Linked DNA regions of Capra hircus: region 1 is linked to region 2. The links are chromatin contacts, called in public Hi-C maps. All regions are on one chromosome and are shown on one strand. Each heading gives the region's core, a stretch centred on a gene start, on an enhancer-like site or on the middle of the called end of the contact. The rest is flanking DNA. Distances are from core to core; before and after follow the strand shown. Region 1 overlaps MED12L (mediator of RNA polymerase II transcription subunit 12-like protein). Region 2 holds the start of P2RY14 (P2Y purinoceptor 14).

Region 1 (4,804 bases), core at 250-2,749, 46 kb after region 2:
CAAGTTTATAGCTATGAGGGTGTCACAACTTCAAGAGAACTTCTGCAGGTTTACACCTTGAAAGAAAATAGTCTAAAGACAGAGACAGATCTTGAATACAAAAGAGAAAGGAATAATGTATGGATAAAGATTAGAAGTCAGGGAAGGCTGCCTTTAAAAAAAACAAACACAGTATGGAGTAAAATAAAGCTGGTCTTTGTCCAAGTAGGTCATGAACATGAAATGCAATTCGTGGTACAGATGGAAAGGAACACTTCTAATTATCAGATTTGGTACAGTTCAGACAACTACATCTGAGGCAGTGATGAAATGGCAACTAATAGCTCCCATAGCGTATGGCAAGATGTAAGATAGCTCTCTCAAAACATGTAAGACTGATTCATATTGAAATCCATATGAAAAGTGAAATAATCACTAATGGATTATTTAAAGAGGACATTTACATTCAACAATGGATCCCACTGGGAAGGGCCCAGGACTCAAAAAGAAAAGGTCTTCCATTCCACATGCACCCTGAGCACCATCTTTAAGCTGCTTGAAAGTGCGTCTTTCACATTTAAGTCCTATTCATTTTCAAGTGAATTATAGTTGCTCCATTGTCATATATTGTGTTTAACAAAATACAAATTCATTTAAAGAATTTTCCCAGTTCATAACAATATATTTTATTGAACCAAAATTTACTGATTTCCTCCAACAGGCAGGAAGTACCTGAATTTTAGGCCTTGAAATGTATGAGAATCACTTCTCTGTAGTATTTCCATTTCCACTTAGAGTCCTGGATATTTATATTCTTTCCCTTTGGATATGTAAGCCTGAATCTTGAACAAACATAAAGGTGATTGATATTCATCTAAGACATGAAAGCAGTTGGTTTCTCAGAATTAAAAATCTGTTCCCCAGCCCCCTAGCAAAGGGGCATGTGTTAAGGCCTTAAGCCCCAGGATCTGAAGATCTGAATACAGCACGCCTGACTGAGAAACACCATCTCAGTGAAGCAAAAAGAGGTCAGAGATTCATTTCCTTGCCTGGTCCACAGGGAACAGAAACATATATTCCAAAACAATGCTGCAGAAGAACAGGCTGCGGGCAGAAGCACAGGGGTGGCAGGGAGAGGGAGAGTCAGGAATCATGACATCTCCATTTAATTCCAGAGAAGGAAGCAGTCCCCCGAACTCTGGAGACAGGAGTTTCATAGCTTTACATCACTCTCATCAAAGACGCAGGACTGCGTGGACTGCCAGTAGGAGCATGAAATGCTCTGGACTTCACCCTTACTCCCTCAGAGTGAAGGGAAACCCTCACTTACTTACGAGTGCCACTTTCCATTACTAGAACCCAGGGCCCACAGAAGCACAGCCTTCCCCCAGCCACTCCTAGGCAAACACTGCTGGGCCAGACTCCCCAGAGAGGTGCGGAGCGCTCGGAAACGGATCTAAGGTGTCTTCTGCAGCCCTGCCTCAGCGCAGAACCACCACCTCACATTGATTTGGGGAAGTAGGGCACATGCGGGGCCCAGCCCAGGGGAAGTCCTGGCCTACTGCGAGTCCCAGAGACGTCCGATCCGATTCTGCTGTCAGCTGAGTCACTCACTCTCTGAACCCCCACTGGCCCCTCTGAGTCACACACTGCCGGGCACCAGGTCTTACAGGAATAGAAACCCTATGCGGTAGCAACTACTACCTCTCCTTTTAGATGTAAACACAGAACCCGGGAGGCACTCTGCAAATAGGGCAGATTCTTTACCATCTGAGCTAACCAGGAGGCCCCAAATAATCGACTACCACAGCTATTAAGAAACGGACTTTTGGACTCAGAGGGAGAGGGAGAGGGTGGGATGATTTGGGAGAATGGGAATTCTAACATGTATACTGTCATGTAAGAATTGAATCGCCAGTCCATGTCTGACGTAGGGTGCAGCATGCTTGGGGCTGGTGCATGGGGATGACCCAGAGAGATGTTGTGGGGAGGGAGGTGGGAGGGGGGTTCATGTTTGGGAACGCATGTAAGAATTAAAGATTTTAAAATTTAAAAAATAAAAAAAATAAATTAAAAAATAAAAAAAATAAAAATAAAAAAAAATAAAAGGAAAAAAAAAAAAGAAGAAATTGAGCCATATTTTTAACCAAGGTCCACTGCATCCATTTAATCATTATGCTCCACTGCCTGCCCATTATTCCAACAGAACAGTAAAGAAAACCTACTTCACATTCCAAGACCTAAACATATGAATCACGTATTGCTGCTGAGTTACTCAATGCATAAAGCTTAGCATCAACCACAGAGTTGATTACATTCTATTCCTGTATCAAAATGGTAAGAAATACAACTATTATTAAGGGGCTATTTCATGTCTTAAACCATGGGAGCTGCTGGCACCTAGTGGATAGAGGCCGAAGATGCAGCCTTCTATGATGCACCAGACCACTCACCCACAGAGAACTGCAACTCAAAAAAATGCTGACAGTACCAAGGATGAGAAATCCTGGGCAACCCCAAGACTGTAGGTGAAAAATCCCCCCAAATCCATCCTGACAAACCAGATGCAATTACTGACACAGAGGCGGGGGGCGGGTGGAATTTTTGTGGCCCTAGGAGGGCCTGTGCAGCACCTCACCTCTTCCCCCAGCTCCTAATTATCTCCCTGCATCACCCAAAGATGTGAAGACAGACCCAGGTTCGAGGAGATGCCACTCCTACACATAGCTGTGAGTTTGGCTAAATGTAATTTAAGGGAAGTGGTTGGAATTAAAAACTAGGTCTGCATGTTATCAGTCTACCTGTTATTACATGGAATCAAAGAACGGCTGTTTGTGGCAGAAACTCACAGATGTTTAGTCTTCGTGATTTTGAGAGTCTGTTAACAGGAGGGCCCAGGAAGGAGGCTGAAAGCGTATGGACAGAGCTGAGCTTATGCTTTGGTGGAAGAGGAAGTTCTGAGGTGTCTGCAATTCAGCCTATGAAGAACATGCAGGTGTTTCCAATGTGAGAATGAATTAGCACTGCTCCTCAACTGAAAGTCCGTAAGACCCTGATCCTGGGAAAGATTGAAGGCAGGACGAGAAGAGGACAACAGAGGATGAGACGGTTGGATGGCACCACCGATGCAATGGACATGAGTTTGAATAGGCTCCGGAAGCTGGTGATGGACAGGGAAGCCTGGAGTGCTGCAGTCCATGGGGTTAGAAAGAGTCAGACACGACTGAGTGACTGAACTGAACTGACAGTCAAAGCTATGGTTTTTCCAGTAGTCCCTGTACAGATCTGAAAGCGGGACCAAAGAATTGATGCTTTTGAACTGTGGTGATGGAGAAGACTCTTGAGACTCCTTGGACAGCACGGAGGTCAAAACAGTCAATTCTAAAGGAGATCAACCCTGAAAACTCATTGAAAGGACTGATGCGGAAGCTCCAGTACTTTGGCCACCTGATGCAAACGCTGACTCATTGGAAAAGGTCCTGATGCTGAGAAAGGCTGAAGGCAAAAGGAGAAGAAGGCAGCAGAAGATAAGATAGTTGGATAGCATCACTGATTGATTTCATGGACATGAATTTGGGCAAACTCTGGGATATAGTGAAGGACAGGGAAGCCTGGAGTGCTGCAGTCCATGGAGTTGCAAAGAGTTGGACACAACTTAGTGACTGAACAACAAACAACTCAGAGGCAACAACATCCGCCCATTTATAAGTGAAAGCACGTTTCTCACTGGCGTACATTCTGACCGAAGATGAAGTCAATGAGTCATGGTGGCCAGGAGTTTGAGGAATCAAGTTAGACATCATGCCCATATAGAGAAAACTGGCTGGAAGGGAGAAACAGCAACCACCAGGGTCCTCCTCATGCCCGGGATCCCAGCATCCAAACCACAGCAGCAGACTTGGGTTTCCTCCAGCAACAGGGTCTCCACCACCAACTGATTAATGTCATTTGTTTTAATCACTAATAATATATGTGGTCTGTTTCTAGTCAGAAAGCTGTTCATTTTTAAACATTTTCAGAAACTGGCAAATTAAATAGAGGTTCTGTACGCAGTGGCACCCAGAGGCTGACTGGAGAGACTCAAGGCATCCACACACCTGGCAGACCTTTAACCACCAGATCCCACTCTCACACTCACATGTCCACCTCACCTCAAAAAAAAAAAATAAATAAACCTGATAAGTGATTCCTAAAAACAATATTCCAGAACAATGCTGAAGGGCCTGCACACTCACAAACACACACAAAGCATGCCTGCCTGAGCTATCATAGGAGTAGGGAAGACCTCACTGGGAGATGAACACACACGTTTTAATACTGTCTGACCATGTATTATCTGCCCAATTCGCCTTTGATAAGTTACTTAACCATTTTCAGCACCAGCTTCCTCATTTGCAAAATGGTGGTAACAGTAACTGATTAACAAGGCTCTATTATGTTACTCAAGAGCTTGGGCAAGCCACAAGACCCCTGCTGTGCTATCATCTCATGAGTCCTAGTGAATGTGCCTGGTAGCTCTCTCTGCCTGACACATTCTCCTTCCCCTTTGACTGGCTAAACCTAACTAATTTGTCAACCCTCACTGTCACATGACCCAAGAAGACGGCTTAATACCACCATTCCTGAAGCTGGAAAGTACTGAGTGGTAGCTCTGCTCCTGTGCCTCCTCCTTCAATGACAGCCCCTTGTTGCACCCAAAAGTACCACTGTGCTCTTCCGTCTCCCCTAGATTGGGAACTTGTTGAGTGTTCCCTGTTGCCAATGTATCTCCATGCCTGCCTGCCTGCCTGCCTGCCTGCCGCCTGCCGCCTGTGCTCTGCTCAGG
Region 2 (5,513 bases), core at 2,789-5,288:
ACTGCTTCAGAGTTCCCAAGTGAGCGGAGGGCAAGAAGGGCAACCCCAAAACACAGGTGAAAACAGGTGGCAGCTTCAGGTTTTTCCTAAAAGTCTCTCAAACATTTACTAAGAGACCACAAGGGACTTCCCTGGTGGTCCAGTGGCTAAGACCCTGAGTTCTCAATGCAGGAGGCCCCGAGTTCAATCCCTGGTCAGGGAACTAGATCCCACATGCTGCAAATAAGAATTCACAAGCGGCAACTAAGACCCCGTGCCGGCAAACAAGTATTTTAAAATAAATAAATAAAAATTAAAAAAAATAAGATGAGCCCTTGCCCCACTGGCAATAAGCTCCTACAGCCAGAAGTTCTACTAGCGCAGACCCTCTGTCTTGAGATATGCAATCTTGAGAAGACAAGATAACCAGATAACTCACCAAGTGTTTCCTGGATACTTAGTTTTCATCTTCCCTAATTCCAAGGCAAGTATAGCCTTTAACCACTAACTTTACCATTCATCATCACCTGTAACACTTAAATGTCTGCCATCTCTCTCTGTGAAAGTGTTAGTTGCTCAATCATGTCCAGTTCTTTGTAACCCCATGGACTGTAGCCTGCCAGGCTCCTCTGTCCATGGGATTCTCCAAGCAAGAATACTGGAGTGGGTACTTCTGACCCAGGGATAGAACCCATCTCCTGCATTGCAAGCAGATTCTTTACCATCTGAGCCCTTTCTACACTGGAAAAAAATGTTACATGGGCATACAACCAGATTTCTTGATGAGAAAATACACTCCTCCTGTGTGCCCACCAAGGACTGTCTGATGTTTGATGAATTAATCAGTGTTCACTGTTCATGTGCATGTAGAAAAGAGCTGCTGAACCAGAGAAGGAATCCTAAACTCTTGATTTTAAACTTTGGCTGCAAAATCCTGTCCAGCTACCTCCTCACTTGAACAACTTGGTTAAATCCTCCAAAGCTCTCTTCTCTCGTCTATAAAAATAGAACTTAACGGGCCCTCAAATGGCTCCTATGTAAACTGGGTGCAAAGGGTCTGATACAAAGAGAGCCCTCCTCCGTCAAATATCTGGGAGGTCGTGTACCTGCGCTTTGATCCAGTCCTTGCTGGTGAGCACTGTTCTGAATCCCCTGGCTTCCTGCCTAGACAACTCACTACACAGCAGAGGTCACAAACCAGCCTTCCACAAGCCAGGCACAGTCAGGGTCTATTTCAGCCCACAAGACATCAGGCCTACAGAAGCATCTAACTTAGATGACAGCATGTAGATGTAACAGTGCAGTTAAGAGGAGCACGGGCTCCAGGAGAGGCTCTGTGGAACATCTCTGTGCCTTGGTTTCACATCTATTAAAAAAGAGGTAGAACCAACCCAGCTCATGGAGCTGTTGTGAGAGCCCCATGAGTTAAAACACATAAACATACAACAGGTGTTTAAAATGATGCATACAATCACCATTAGAGGCTCTGACAACACTGACCTATCCACAAAGGAGGCAATGAGGGATGCTGACAAGGTCTAGTTGAGAAGCAGCTGCCCACTTGGGTGGGCCATGAGCGCTACACTTCACAGTTCCTGGATCCCCAAGGGTCTCACACTTGATAGCAGGACTACCTGCTATCAGGGGACCACCCGCAGGGCTATCCCTTTGGCCTTGGGCTTTGCAACTCCTGGTATAGCACATCAAGTAAATTTTAATGCAATGATCATTTCCATCACAGTCACGCTCCATACAAATGTGGAGTGCCCCAAGGAGAAGGCAAGAAGCATAAGAGCACAAGGAGACAATTAGCGGGTGTTTCTGAGGTTGTCAGAATAAACAGAGCCTCCTGCAATAAACCAAGGAAGCCTTGAGAGCCACAGTTAAGAGACTGTGAATGCCAAATTGTCCATTTAATCAGCATAATGTTTACATCTGAAGGACTCTGCCATGAACCCTGGTAATCATCCTTATATCCATTTGTACTTACCTGTGTTTGCCCACCAGATCTGCTTATAGCTGAAGCTAGCAAGCCTCTGCAGGCACACAGGTGCTCTTAGCCCCAGTGGTCAAAGAAGCCGTGAGGACCCTATATAGGCCCTGGGGAAGGATGGGGAATGGGTGCCCCCAGGAAGAGTCAAGTGAGAAGATTTCCTAAACCAGCTCTGGGTCCCTCGGGGCCTCTGCTGGATCTTAAGGATCAATAGTGACTACTGCCGCCTGCAACGCTACAGACCCAGGTCGATTTCCTGGGTCAGGAAGATCCCATAGAGAAGCGAATGGCTGCCCACTCCAGTATTCTTGCCTGGAGAATCCCCATGGACAGAGGAGCCTGGCAGGCCACAGTCCATGGGGTTGCAAAGAGCTGGACACAACTGAGCGACTAAGCACACCTTAGTTAATACTGAGTCTGTATGTAAGACTCAAAATAAGTAAAAGCACTTCATGAGGAAAGGGACTTGGGTCTGATTCAGTCACTATGTCATCCCCAGGGCGTGGAATACTGCCTACTACACAGTAGGCACATATAAAGTATCTAAAACAGCACGGGGCATATCGTAAGTATATAAATAAGTACTACTGACTACTGTTAACAGCAAACGTTTCTTACGTTTTTAGGTCCAGTTGAATTTGACACATTAAACTATGAGTCCACAGTTTGGGCACCTCAGTGAACACACCTGCAATGCAGCAGCCTAATAAACAGTCTTCCGTCTGCTCAATATTCTGTAATAACCTAAATGGGAAAAGCATTTGAAAAAGAACAGATACACGTATAGGTATAACTCAATCGCCTTGCTGTACACCTGAAACTAACATAGCATTGCTAATTAACTACACTCCAACATAAAATAAAAATTAAAAAGAGCCTTCCAGGGCAGAGTTTCTTTCTTATCTATTTCTGAGTCACACACTTTGATGAGGGATTTACAGCCAAATTCAGAGTACTTCCCCCTGTTAACTGCACACTGTTTTTCAGTGGGAAAGACACTGGAGCCCTCCTTGGGACATTACAAGTGATATTATAAGGCCTGAAAGGAACCAAAAATACAAAGAGGGCCCTGCCTCTTGCTTTCAAAACAGTAATATTAGCATCACACATTGAGCAAACGATCAACACATGATGAGATTACTGAAGTCCTACTTGTGATCTATTTGTCAGTAATGCTCAAATGTGGGAAAAAAAAAAAAGTGACAGTAGCAGCACCTCTTAGCTAACAGATGGGTTCATGGATGCCAAAATGCTTCTTTACTCAAATGTTAGTTTCACATTTCTGGGGCGCCCCAATCACCACCTGCTGGTGAACAGCTGTTTACACTGTGTGGCTGCTGAAGGAAAGAGGAGCAAAACTTGCCAACCCCAAATGTGTCTCTTTGATCTGTCCATTATTTTGAGCTGAAAACAAGCCAGGCCCCAAAGACTGAGGAACCTCTGACCGTCCCCCAACTTTCTAAAAGAATTTAGATAGAGGATCTCTTCCCCGAAGGGCGCTACCACTACAGATCCGCATAGTATAATAGGAACTAGTTGCGCAGACAGAGGGACCCAGCGCAATGTGTTTGTTAAAACGCCTCTCTGTGTCCCATTGTCTCTGTACAGCAGAGCAAACATTTGTTCAGCAAACTCCTGCTCTTCTTCATCTTCCTGTGAATTTAATTCCACACCACTACCACTAACATCTTTTGTCTTTAGCTGAAGACGGCGTGTAAGGTGGCGACTTCTGCCATTTTGGTGAGTTACTCAGTCTTCCTGGTCTCGCCCACATATATACATGTTATTAAATTTTTGTTTTTCTCCTGTTAACCAGTCTCCTGTCAGTTTAATTCTTGGACCAGCCAGAGGAACCTCGAAGGGCGGAGAGAAGTTCTTCCTCCCCGACAATAGTTTCCTCTTAGGAGGGTGCGGCAGATAGAGCCTGGTCCCTACCTCAGTGGTCAGCACCACGAGCAGCCCCTCCACCTCTTACCACATGTTGAATTTGGCAATAGCAAAGTATAAAAGCAGAAAGCACTTAGGTTGTTTGCCAGATGACGTGGCAATGCTGAGGGGGAAAAAAAAAGTAGTAGAAAATTGCAAGAAAAAAAAAAAGGCACTATGCCTTTTTTTGGATCACTGAAAGAAAGGCACTAACATGGAGGCTGGCCCAACACCACGGAAATCCAAACACCTCTCTCTTCCTCCTTGTTTCCATTTCCCAACCTTGAGTGAGTTCTGACCAACCAGTTCAGCAGAGTGACAGTCAACCTACTATCTCGTGGTTTCTATCAAGTTCCTGATTTTCATCTGTTCCTGAAGACGAGCAAGAACTCTGTGTCTAACAGTCTCAACTTGGAGCGTCCACTGAGACATTCTGAAATGGTTGCTGCTTGACTCACAGGTGAAAAACTATAAACAGGTAAGGAAACAGCCTTTCCATGAAATAACTTCAGTGTGTGTGAAAGGGGCATGAGAATAGAAAAGGAGATTTCTGAGCTTGGCAGTAATAATCCTGAGTAACACAGACTCTCTCCACCCTCAGTAAGTTACTGTGGGTTTGCAAACTATAACTGGTTGATATAGTAACGTATTTGCTCACACTGGTCTGAGGATCCAAATCTGAAATTCTACCACTGATGATTATTCAGGATTTCTGATTGTGGCTGTCAAATTACATTTGTGATGAGAAGCTATCAGAGAAAATGCTTCAAAGGTATTCACCCAGGACAAACATTTCAAAAGCCTTAGATGTGTATCAAATTGCCTCTAAAAACTGCAAACTCAATTATGACAGTAATACTTATACGTCAGTGTGAATGTTTTTGCTTACAATTACATATATGCATCAGTATATGGTCAGTATCTATTTGTACATATATTTATATAGATAAAAGCTTTTATCTTTGTTATTGGGATAAGTAGCCCTATTAATACCTAGTAAGGTATGTATTTACCTTTAAAGTGAAATATAAACATTCAGCCTATGGAGTCGCACACAGTCAGACACAACTGAAGTGACTTAGCAGCAGCAGCATCCTATGCAGAGCAAAACTTTAAGTTCATCTGTTACTTATAATGGTCTAGGACTAACCAGCTAAATTATTTTTAAAAACCTTAAACATTATAAATTTAAATTACACACAGGGGAATTATTATACATCCACATCGTCAGCAGAGTCAACCAATCTTAAGCCAGAAATGTTCTTGTTTTCAAACAAGAGAAAAATGAGCCAAAGATCACACTGGTAAAACAGAAAGGAAAAAAAAAAAACTATAGCTTGTACTTTCATCTTAAAATATATAGACTTGAAAACAGCTTTGGCGCCAGAAAAATCTAGGTAAGTTAAAAATAAATAAAACAATGTATTCACTCTAAAATACAGAAATAACATTTTATGATTTGTAAACATAAACAAGTTTCATACTTCAATAAAACCTATAAATATACACATATACACAATTACACACTGGTAACATACACATAAACTACATTGCCATTTTATAACATTCATGCCTATCACAGCTGAGTAAGGAAGAAATGAGGGGTCACCAAGAT

The links. Hi-C and Micro-C count contacts between places; a contact is called where the count stands out from the background.
Region 1: a Hi-C map of blood shows a contact between it and region 2, with 2.2 times the contacts expected there. The contact joins the enhancer-like site here to the promoter of P2RY14 in region 2. A contact is called at or near these places in 2 of 5 Hi-C or Micro-C datasets (both in blood).

The regions. Positions count from the first base shown.
Region 1 is chr1:116,473,487-116,478,290 of ARS1.2, forward strand. All of the region lies in intron 15 of MED12L (mediator of RNA polymerase II transcription subunit 12-like protein), which reads right to left. The region is part of intron 2 of P2RY14 (P2Y purinoceptor 14); the gene reads left to right. Among named protein-coding and RNA genes, the nearest start is that of GPR171, 25 kb to the right of the region's middle. Within about 2 kb of position 1,500, at least 1 of the 5 cell types and tissues checked has an H3K27ac peak or open chromatin away from gene starts, as enhancers often do.
Region 2 is chr1:116,425,014-116,430,526 of ARS1.2, forward strand. P2RY14 (P2Y purinoceptor 14) reads left to right here and starts at 4,039. Exons shown (of 4, transcript XM_018049028.1): 1 at 4,039-4,376. The region is part of intron 15 of MED12L (mediator of RNA polymerase II transcription subunit 12-like protein); the gene reads right to left.